Regions from separate parts of the Mus musculus genome. Here region 1 is linked to region 2. Evidence: chromatin contacts called from public HiChIP or PLAC-seq data. All regions are on one chromosome and are shown on one strand. The core of a region is the stretch at or near the end of the contact, and the rest is flanking DNA. Distances in the headings are between cores, read along the strand shown.

What was found. HiChIP or PLAC-seq counts read pairs in DNA pulled down with a chosen protein or histone mark.
Region 1: a contact with region 2 is called in an HNF4G HiChIP or PLAC-seq map of pancreatic cancer cells. The contact joins two enhancer-like sites. A contact is called at or near these places in 1 of 15 datasets of contacts at CTCF or cohesin (the NIH/3T3 cell line) and 1 of 115 datasets of contacts at active chromatin or transcription factors (pancreatic cancer cells).

The regions. Positions count from the first base shown.
Region 1 is chr3:65,441,019-65,443,718 of GRCm38.p6, reverse strand. No RefSeq gene overlaps it. Among named protein-coding and RNA genes, the nearest start is that of Gm34576, 7.1 kb to the left of the region's middle. Within about 2 kb of position 1,253, at least 175 of the 459 cell types and tissues checked have an H3K27ac peak or open chromatin away from gene starts, as enhancers often do. A contact at or near this core is called in pancreatic cancer cells, where this site is marked.
Region 2 is chr3:65,133,847-65,136,546 of GRCm38.p6, reverse strand. All of the region lies in intron 1 of Kcnab1 (potassium voltage-gated channel, shaker-related subfamily, beta member 1), which reads right to left. A330015K06Rik (RIKEN cDNA A330015K06 gene) reads left to right here. Exons shown (of 5, transcript NR_126080.1): 4 at 739-953; 5 at 1,933-2,700. Among named protein-coding and RNA genes, the nearest start is that of Kcnab1, 26 kb to the right of the region's middle. Within about 2 kb of position 1,271, at least 36 of the 459 cell types and tissues checked have an H3K27ac peak or open chromatin away from gene starts, as enhancers often do. A contact at or near this core is called in pancreatic cancer cells, where this site is marked.

The DNA.
Region 1 (2,700 bases), core at 4-2,503, 310 kb before region 2:
ACTTTTTTTTTTTTAATGGTTACAAGGAAGAGACTAGAGAAACGAAAGTAAGTTTTACCTAAAGCATTTCAACATATTAGAACACTTAAAATATGGATATTGTGTTAGAGGCACCAGTTTGCATCCTTGGCTTTGTAGCGTATACCATTTAGAAGCAGAGGATAGAAGACATTACAGAAGAAGCTGAAGTCCCTTCTGCAATGTTGCTAAGGGAAGTTAAGAGTCCATGGCTGGTAATTAAAATTAATTCGACGTATTGTGCATAAATTGGATCCTAATGAGAGGAGCAGTTGCAGTAAAATAATTAAAGAATGAAAATATTTTCTCAGAACAACAACAACAAACTAAAAAAAAAAAAAAAAGAAAGAAAGAAAGAAAGAAACCCCTCAAAGCCAAAGCCAGGGAGGCTGTCCATTCTCGGCTCATGTGTTTCTCTTCAGCTGCAGCTGGATAAAAAGGAAGCAGTGTGGAGGGCAGAGAGATGGAAAATCAAAACAAAACCTTTCATGTGGTTGGCTCAATCTGGGCAGGGCAAACAGGACACCTGTGAGTAACAGAGAAGGAAATCTTTGCAGACAGTGAAAGATAAGTCACCCGGCCGGGCACGGCAGCAAAACCAGCCTGGAAGTAAATGACAAGTGCCAGGGACCGGTGGCGACTTAAAGTCAGAGTACCTGCGGTGAATCAGAATCATAAGAATTAGATTCGGGAGAGACAAACTGTTTCTCAGTCACTTATGTCTTTAAGAGGATTCTTTTTTAAGAATGTGTTCAAGTTTACAATGTATTCAATTTCCCAAAGCGTAGGAGGTTTAGGGAGACTTCTGGTGAAGTTCAAAGACTAAGGAACTTAACTTCCCAGTGAGAGTTTATTTTAAATGTATCCATATTGGGTTTTTAAACTGTTTTTGAATTCTAACTTTAAAAATGAATGTTTAAAACAATTCTAGTTTCTAGCTGAGTAGCAGTGGCCCCTTTGCATCCAACAGAGCCCAGGATGGGTGTGCCCACCCAACCCTGATATCACAAGCTCTGGGGATTCCCTGTGGGCTCCCACTCGCCTTGGTACCTCTTCTTGGTGTGGGTAGTTTGGGGGGTGGGGTGGGTGATAGAACATTTTTTTAAAAATCTGTTTTTGTAAGTTTCAAGACAGAGAATGGAATCAGGTGGGAATATTGTAGAGTCTTCTAGCCAGTTCTGAAGCACTGATCTCTAACTCCGCCCACCGCTAAGCTGGTGCCAGTCACTTCCCACATTGCTGTGGAATTATAAGTATGCAGATTAATTCCCTCCCCTATGAACTTCTCCAGGGCAGGGGCCAAGCCTAGTCATTACTGCGTTTCCAGTTCATCACAATGAGTAACACAAAGTTGGTGTCTAATAAATATTTATTGCATAAATAAAAGCTCAGAGGGCTGGGCTGTTCCTCACCTCTAAAATGAGAAATACTCTGTTATTTTATAAGACATAACTTGATTCTCCAGATAACATCTCTCTTTGCCATGTGCCTTATTCATTCTTTCGACCCTTTGGCTCAGGGGATCTTCGGCTCTAACCACTAGCAACCTGGACAGAAGACTGGCCTAGCAAACTGGACCACCACGGGTGCCTCTCTAAGCACTTGAAATGAGTCTCCCAGGGACTGAGCCAAGAGTCTACCAACTAAAGACCAGCTGCAGAGTTTGGGAAGTGGAGTGGACACAGCGGATTTGTCGCTTGCACATCTGAGGCATGTGAAGTCTTTAAATGAGGGTACACCCAGCTCCCACAAACCCAACGAGCCAAGCTGGGTGAGCCAGCTGCTTTCACTTTGCTGAGAGGAAACTGCTTCTCAGTGTTCCAGTGTAGTTACTTGGCCAGATTTTCCCCGGGATGGTAATGAGGACAGTGAATGTTGGCTGTTCACAAACCCTACTTATAAATGAGCGATTCTAAACTCTAGCCCCCAGGGCCAGACAGGCTGAGTGAAGCCTGCTGGGGAAGTCGGCAGGGATGGCTGTCCTCAGGGGCTAGAAACTGCAGCTCAAGCAGGAATCTGTGCCCAGTGTTGCCAGGCCTGATTTTTCAAGGGATGCCAGATACGCAGATTATATGGGCATTTCCCCGATTAAGCAAAACAAAACAGATCCAACTGAGCAGGCAGATGGAACCCTAAACTGCTAGGTATTTTTGAAATCTGCAGTTCAACCAGGTGAAGGAGCCTGTTACCCTGTGACTGGCAACAGAAGATTCCTAATCTTCTTTATTTATTTTGTTGGTTTTGTTTTTTGTTTGTTTGTTTTGGCTTTATGATTAACTAGAAACTTTGAAATTTTTACAAAAACAAGGACCATATAAAGGTGAAGTAGTTAGCGCACATGTGGAAGTGAACTAGTAGTATTTGCATTTTAATTGCATTTTAATTCCCTTATAGGCAGCTTGAATCTGTTATAAATGCTAACATCTGTATACATATGACTATGAGTTTATGTACAGAAACACGCATGAATGTTTATTTTTAAGTCACTGATCATTGGTATCTACTTTAAGAATATATTGTTGTGCCAGATTGGGTTTGAGTTTTGTATTTTTTTTTATTCATCAGAACCATGGGATAGAAATTCATCCTTTGCCCGGAGTTGCTTTGTTTTGAATGTGGGGAAATGAGAATACATTTCAGGCTTTGATCCCTGGACCAGATTATTTTCTGTCTCACAATGAG
Region 2 (2,700 bases), core at 22-2,521:
CAGGATCACACGTTAATAAATGGCAGAGCCAGGATATAACTAAGATCTTACTCTAGCACAGGTCTTAGCTATCATGGAGTACAGCACTTCCTTGTGTTGTTTTATGCAGGATGTCTGCAGTGCACCTAGGCTTCCAGCCCAGGTCGGCAACCTGACTTTACTGCTGGTGGCTGGATGATGCTGGTTTTCCAGAGCAGCATGGTTCTTTGGGCTTTGGTTTCATCATCTATAAACTGAAGGAAAAAAAGCCCTGTTCTACTTACTGCTCAGGATTCTTTTAAAAATAAAACTGAGGCAATAAAACTGACATGAATGCTATGTAAATACAAGTTATTTAGGGTGACTATACTGTTTCTAATGGTATTAATATGCACATATCTCTCTCTTTATACACACACACACACACACACACACATATATCCACATAAATATACACATTTTTTCTTACATTGGCCCATGTATGCTCTACTGAGATAGAAATATATATATATATATATATATATATATGAATATAAAATTGTGTGTTTGTGTGTGTGTATGTGTGTGTGATATAACCATCATTCAGTCTATAGGTCAAAATGCCATTGTTCTAAGATAAAATCCTTTGCCCAGGTATCTACTATTGTTTTCCCTGTCAGCTTTGCTCTAAGTAACAAGACTCCCACATTTATATTCAATTATATAACAACTTTTCTGTCTTTAACTTCATTCCCCATTGACAATTTTCTATGTAAGAAGAAATGTCCACATCTTTAGAGGCTAAAGGAACACACACATGAATTATATTGTGTAAAATGGGTTTTTAATCCCACCTGAATGAACAGGAACTTTTTTCTTACATTGGCCCATGTATGCTACTGAGATCAACATGCGCTAAGAGGAAAACCAAAATGAAAGTTTCTATTGGTTGGTGAAAAGCAAGATCTTCGTCTTTCCCGTCCGGTTGGAGGCTAGTGAGTATTTGATAATATTCTGGACTTCAGTTCTCAGAATGACCCACAGTGCTTGATCTACAAAGCCTTAAAGAATTCCAGGGCCTTAAAGAATTCCAGAGCCTTAAAGAATTCCAGGGCCTTAAAGAATTCCAGGGCCTCCAGAGAGCAGTACATTCTCATGTGAGGGTGATAGCAGTGGGCTCTCAGGAAGTTGCAGGAATTTGCAGAGCATCACTTTGCCAAGAACAAGCAACATGGAGCCTGGTAGTGTCCTGTCTGCAGCCCACATGTTCACAGACCCGACAGAGACTCCTCTCCCACACACAAGGCTGGCTACCACAGCCCTCGGAGGGAAAAGCAGACACTCCCATGCACCCTAGATGCATTCCTCACCTTCGTCTGCCCATAGGTCTGACTCATTGTCCGATATTGGCAATATTATTTATTTATGTAGTGACTCAGTTTTCCTATTGACAAAGTATGTATCAGCTTCCTGCCTGGTGCTCACATGATTCTAGATTGTTGGTGAATCTATCTCCAAATGTAGCCACAGAGCAGTGAAGGAAAATTAATTCTTTGTACCTTTACCTAGAATCAAGGATGTATGCGTCACATGTACTTACTTTAAATCAGACAACAGATGTTAGATGTCTTTGACATTTAAGATTCTGGCTCAGGGCATACATCCCTCTCATCTTTGTTTCTCCTGCATGTGTGACCTCATAAGTGGGTGGGTATGGAGGCAATGAAATACATGGCTATCAGGCTGGAATCTAGATTCAGGCAGGATGGTATGGGGTGTTTTACCTTCCTGAGCCTCAGTTTATGTATCTATATATACATACACACGTATATATATACATACACACATATATATATACATACACACACATATATATACATATATATATATATGTACACTTTTGCATTTTTTATGTATGACTTACCATAGTCTATAAATTGACTAACATCTTTCTTTTTATACTCCCACTTTCAGCTCTTCTCCCAAGTGCCCATTATGTGGCAGGTTCTCAGAAATTATTGATCAAGAGAAAGAAGATGGATTCTTGCCCTCCAGGAGGTCACTTCCGAGGCAGTACATAAGACAGCTGCATACCAGGTAGCTGGTACTGACTGGCTGATGAATGACACACAGCGCTGAGAGACGGAATGCTTCTGATCAGATCGAAAGGCAGGCTGCATTGGAAAGTGGTGCTTCCAGCTGAAATCATGGTGCCCTCCCTTATCAGAACACGGCTCAATCAATTACAAATATCACTCCAGCTCCGGTCACTCAAACAGGGACATCATCTCCTCTTTCTTTTCTGGGTTAGAACTTTTACCTTATCATGGTGATAACTGACTACATTAAATTCCTTCTGATGCTCCAACCAATTAACAGGAATTTAGTGGCTCTACAAGAACTTTAGATTGCCTCACATTGCTGTAGAAGCCAGCATTTCTCAATCAGTTTTAGCTGGCTAAAGTCAGAGACATGGTCAGGGGAGCAGGGCTGGTCACCAACGCAGCTTTGGCAGAGAATCACTTCCTGGTCTTTTTGTCGCCACTGCATTCTGCCACACTCAGCCGTCAGCTCTCTCTTCAGACCCAGCGGTGAACACCCTTCCATCTGTCTGTCATCAGAATTTCCCTCTACTTCACTCTCAAGAGGGAGTTTTTGTGGTTGCACTAAGTTGTGCCTGGATAATCCAGGATAATCTCCTCAGTTCAGGATCTCCAAATAAACTCCAGCTACAAATTTCAC